Linked DNA regions of Mus musculus: region 2 is linked to region 1. Evidence: chromatin contacts called from public HiChIP or PLAC-seq data. All regions are on one chromosome and are shown on one strand. The core of a region is the stretch at or near the end of the contact, and the rest is flanking DNA. Distances in the headings are between cores, read along the strand shown. Region 1 holds the start of 2310075C17Rik (RIKEN cDNA 2310075C17 gene). Region 2 holds the start of Cmtm7 (CKLF-like MARVEL transmembrane domain containing 7).

Evidence for each region. HiChIP or PLAC-seq counts read pairs in DNA pulled down with a chosen protein or histone mark.
Region 2: an H3K27ac HiChIP or PLAC-seq map of large pre-B cells shows a contact between it and region 1, with 2.2 times the contacts expected there. The contact joins the promoter of Cmtm7 here to the promoter of 2310075C17Rik in region 1.

The regions. Positions count from the first base shown.
Region 1 is chr9:112,226,194-112,228,727 of GRCm38.p6, forward strand. It overlaps 2310075C17Rik (RIKEN cDNA 2310075C17 gene), which reads left to right and starts at 1,263. Exons shown (of 2, transcript NR_131053.1): 1 at 1,263-1,478; 2 at 1,817-2,049. All of the region lies in intron 1 of Arpp21 (cyclic AMP-regulated phosphoprotein, 21), which reads right to left.
Region 2 is chr9:114,780,730-114,783,263 of GRCm38.p6, forward strand. Cmtm7 (CKLF-like MARVEL transmembrane domain containing 7) reads right to left here and starts at 1,264. Exons shown (of 5, transcript NM_133978.2): 1 at 939-1,264. The coding sequence starts at 1,073. It overlaps Gm9888 (a long non-coding RNA gene), which reads left to right. Exons shown (of 3, transcript XR_003948087.1): 3 at 569-943.

The sequences.
Region 1 (2,534 bases), core at 13-2,512:
TTCTTTTGACCTCTGCAGGCACCAGGCATGCAGGTCCTACAGAGACATACTTACAGGCAAATCAAGCATACACATTAAAATTAAAATAAAATAACTAAGAGAACTGTGTTTTATTTATGGAATGAAGTAAATCTGTGTCTAACCCTTCTAAATAAAAGGATGAAGACTTCATTTTAGTGGGTCACACTCCATGTCAGGGATTTTTAATGCTGGAAGGTCAATTCCCAGTTTCTAAATGGAGATCATAAGAAGTAAGTAGTTAGCTAAATGACTAGTCATATAACTAGCAGAGTATTAAGATCAGGGGACTACTGCACAGGTTCACTGAGCTATGGTCCCATGGTGAGTTACTTACTGTGGGGAAGAGGCCAGACATCTAGACCAAATCCCCACTCAGGTGAGCAGCACTGTACTTCTGGAGGTCAGAAGGTGGAGAACTGAAGTTTGCTGGTGCATAAGACAGGCTTGACTTCACAGAAGCTTTCAGCCCGATGCAAATGGTGTTCACAGAATCTGAGAGAGGCCACAGACACTTCCTGGCAAGAACAGCCCTTCCTCTCCCCTAACTGTTTCTTGCTCTTGTCACATGAGGTCCTACCCTCCCTGGGTACACATCCTCTCCTCTGGTTCTAATCCTACTTTCAATCCCAAACTCTGCTTAAAGTCAAAATAGTTTTGCTTCTAACTCCCTGCCTCACATTTGACCACACAGATATAAAAATCATTTGTAGGAGGATAATTATACCAGTGCTCTGGAAGATATATAATTTGTTTAGAATTGCTTAAATTCATCTTCTTAGTATTGTGTGAGTGAGTGTGTGTGTGTGTGTGAGTGTGTGAGTGTGTGAGTGTGTGTGTGAGTGTGTGTGTGTGTGCATGTGTGTGAGTGTGTGTGTGAGAGTGTATGAGTGTGTGTGTGTGCATGTGTGTGAGTGTGTGTTTGTGTGTGTGTGTGTGTATGTGTGTGTGTGTATGTGTATTCCCAAGCTACTATGCTCGAGTGGCCTTCAGAAGCTAACCCTGCAGGAGTCACTTCTCTCACTCCACATGCAGGTCCCAGGGACTGAACTCAGGTTGTCCGTCTTGGAGGCAGAGACCTTCACAGGCTGACTCATCTCACTAAGCCTAAACGTTTTGTAACACATGAACTGGCACATCATTTCTGCACTCTAACGTCCTGACGCTGAAGAGAGTTCCTGACGGGAAGTTATTTATAGACCCTGGAGACAGCAGCAACGGTGAGACTAAACATACAGTTCCTTAGAGCACGCATGACATGCTGGGGCAAGCGTGATTTTTACAGCACGCTTCGGAAGCTCGATCAAGACCGCTTTGCTGGATGTTTCCAGAACATTCTTAAGGAATATTTGAAAACCAGGATTGGAAAAAAACCCAAAACAACAACAACAACAACAGATTAGATCAACTCTTTGCTGTGGAGATTCTGGCTTCCAAAAATCCTGCTGACTGCAGCACAGGTAAATAAATGTATAATAGATAAAACACAAACAACATGAAGCAGCACAGCGTGCCGCGTTGGCCCGACCATTTCCTCACAGAATTCTCACGATTCATTTGGGGGAATTCAACACCAGTTTTGACTTTGTACCATACTGGCTTATAGAGTCATGCTCTGGTGATAAACTGCATAGATTTATTTTCAAGTAATAAATGTGCACCATTGCCCAGCTACAGTCATTGTTTAACACTCAGTTGACCATTTGCTTTAGAGAGGTGGTGTGTAGCTAACGTAAATGCTGTGAAGGTTTGGATTCTGTTGCGTACTTAGATCTGCTTGTACTTGTTTTCTTCTCAGCTGATGATGTCATTGCATCATCACAGCGGAACTGGAATTCCTACTGAAATTACACTTCACGACAAACAAGACACAAGCCAAGAACGCCACTCACTGTGTTTTCCCACAAATAAGTGCTATAATGTCCTGTGAGAATTTTGTCTGTGCTTTTAGAGACATGGGAATCATTTGACAGTATTTAATTTTCCAGTTGTGCTCCTTATATACAAATAAAAAAAATTAAAGGATCAAGACTAACCTTTGGGTGCCAATGAGTTAACCTGTTCCTTCTTTAAATCCAGTGGTCTATATCTAGAATTTTCTAGAGTTTTCTAAGTTGCTGTAACATTGAGGAAGTCCTCTGAAGGCACATTGAAATGCTGAGTGTGTGGATGGTTTCTGGACCACCTAATGTACTATTGAAAAGATAATTTATTTAAACTGGGAGAAAGAAAACCTTTTATAAATTAAATGTTCCATGTTGTACTTTAAAGACATGGGGATATTTTAGCCTGCATATGTTGATTCCAACCACAGTGTTCTAAATTACCATTAAATTTATTTACGTTTTGTTTATGAGTGTTTGCCCATATGTATGCATGTCCACCATGCGTGTCATTGGATGGTTGTGAGCCACCAGGTGGCTACTGGGAAGAGATCTCAGATTCTCTGCAAGAACAGCAAGTGCTCTTAGCCAGTGAGCCATCTCTCCAGCCCCTCCCTTATGGCGATTCTTTAT
Region 2 (2,534 bases), core at 14-2,513, 2.6 Mb after region 1:
TCCAAAATAACGGTTATGGAAGGCACAAAGCTCTGGCCCTGTACCAGCCCCGGGGGGGGGGGGTCGGGGAGGGGGGAGGCTGCTCCAGCTTCGCTGGCAGGTCCCAGCTTCCGGGTCTGTGACCTTGCACTGGGGTCCCTACATCTCTCCGCAGCTTTCTACAAACCACCACTCCCCTCTCCACCCATGATAAGTAGGGAATTCAAACGGCCCAGCCCAGTTTCAAAACACACCACACAAACAGAAAAGGTATTGTAGACGAGACATTTGCACAGAGGTTGAAAAACAAAAACGGGAGGGAAAAAAGAAGGGTGGGTAGAGAGCGAACAGGATCAGGCCTGGTAAACTTCTGGTCGGGCCAGAAGCTTTTGTGCAGCTCTGGTCACAGTAACAGCCGGCTGCTCGCCTTGCCCTGCCTGGCTCCAAGCGAGCACCAGAAGCCCCCTAGCCACAAGCCTGCCTAGTTAACCTAGTTAACTAGTTCTGCCTTCTGAGGCGCCTCGGAAGGCTGACAGGGCGCAGGGGACCTGGCGATGGTCTGAAAGGCGGCGCTTCTCCCGATCCCCAGCAGAGATTCGAAAGTCAAGCCGAGCCCTCTTGTCGCCGAGCTCTACCCTCTCGGGCGGGAGCCCGTGCGCGGCCTGGAGATGGCAGGGGATAGCAGGAGACTCTCCCTCCCCCAGCCCGGGTGCGAGACGTGCGGCCTGGAGAAGAGGAAGGAAGACGAGGAGGAACTCGCACCCCGGGTTTCGGTGGGGAAGTGAGCTGGGCCCGGTAGGGAGGCAGCTGGAGAAGTGAGGGGGCCAGGGATCCTGTCGGCTGTTCCCGGAACTTTCTAGGGGGACACTGGGGCATCAAAGGGGCGCGCGGTGCTCCCAAGGTCCGGGCCAGGTGCAGCCCCGTGTACGGGTCCCCAGGTTCCACTCCACTCTTCTTACCATCTGCGCCACTTTGAACAGGGCGCCGTGGGTGAGCGGGTACACCCGGTCCAGCAGTCCCTCCGAGGGCTGGCCTGGCCCCAGCGCGCCGCCGCTGCTGCACGTGGTCCGGACGAGCCCCGATCCATGAGACATCGCGCGACCCAGCCCGGGCTGGCCGCCTCCGAGGCCCGGGGACCTCTGGCCGGTGAAGCTGGGACGGGACGGGGCGGAGCCTCAGGGGCGGGGCGCACGGCTCCCTCTTCCCAGCTGCGGCCGGACCCGGAGAGGACTCGGGAGCAGATGCCCCGCAAGCCCCTGCCCTCTAGACACGCGGAAGTTGGACTGGCGTGGGCAGGAAACCGGACGCCTGGGGCCCTGGCCTCTCCCAGGAGCGCACCGCCCAGGTCACAGCTGGTGATGAGCCTCCAGGGATTTTTTGTGTGGGTGCGGCTGCTACTAGGTACTGACACGAGTAGGGGGAAATGCCCTGAGCATACCGTGCTGCGCTGTTCATTTCTGCTTCTGTGTGTGTGCACGGGGCACGCACCTGTGCCACCATCACCTACAGCAATAAAAACAGGTCCATCGCCTCAGGACCTTCCTCCCCCACCCTCCCACCATTCTGCTTTCTTTCTTATTATTTTTTTTTGTTGTTGTTATTTTTGCCTTTTTTTCTTTCTTTCTAAAAACATACTCTCTCTTGCCAGAGTTGGGTAGCACTTATTTTTAATTCCAGCACTAGGAAGGCAGAGGCAGGAGGATCTCTGTGAGTTCGAGGTCAACCTAGTCTACATAGTGAGCCCCAGGACAGCCAGGACTACACAGAGAGATCCTGCCTCAAAAACAAACAAAACAAACAAACAAGCCAGGCTCTCAGTGTGTACCACTGGCTAACCTGGAACTCCTGTATAAACCCAGCTAGCCTCAAACTCGCAGGTATTCTCCTTGCCTCTGCTTCCCGGGTGCTGGAATGATACCATACCCAACCGAGGTGACTCTAGGCACTGTCAAAGTCGACAGTTAAAGCTAATCAGGACACCACTCTCAGCATCGCAGTACATCTTTTTAAGTATGTATGTGTGTGTGTGTGTGTGTGTGTGTGTGTGTGTGTGTATACAGAGGCCAGTGGAGGATGTCTAGTGTCCTGCTCTGTCACTCTGTCTACCTTACTCTTCGGTGAAGAGAGATTCGTCTATCTCAGGACATAGAAAATGTCTGATAAAAGCAGCCTAAGAAAAGAGGAGAGATTCTTTTGTCTCATGATGGAATGTTTACTTTTCTTTTCCTGGTCTGTTATTGGACCTGGGGTGAATAGAAGTTTGTTTGTCTCAGTGTTAGAAGTCAAACAACACCAGGTTAGTCCTAATTTATGCTCCCTGCCCACACGCAGGGTTTCTCTGTATATTACTGGCTGTCCTGGAACTCACTCTGGAATCCAGGCTGGCCTCAAACTCAGAGATCTGTCTGCCTCTGCCTCCCCAGTACTGGGGTTAAAAGCGTGTGCCACTACTGCCTAAGACTTTTTTTTTTAAATAGATTCTTTGATTTTTTTTTTAACTTAGTGAATTTATTTTATGTGTATGGGTGTTCTGCCCACATCTAGCTCTGTGCGCC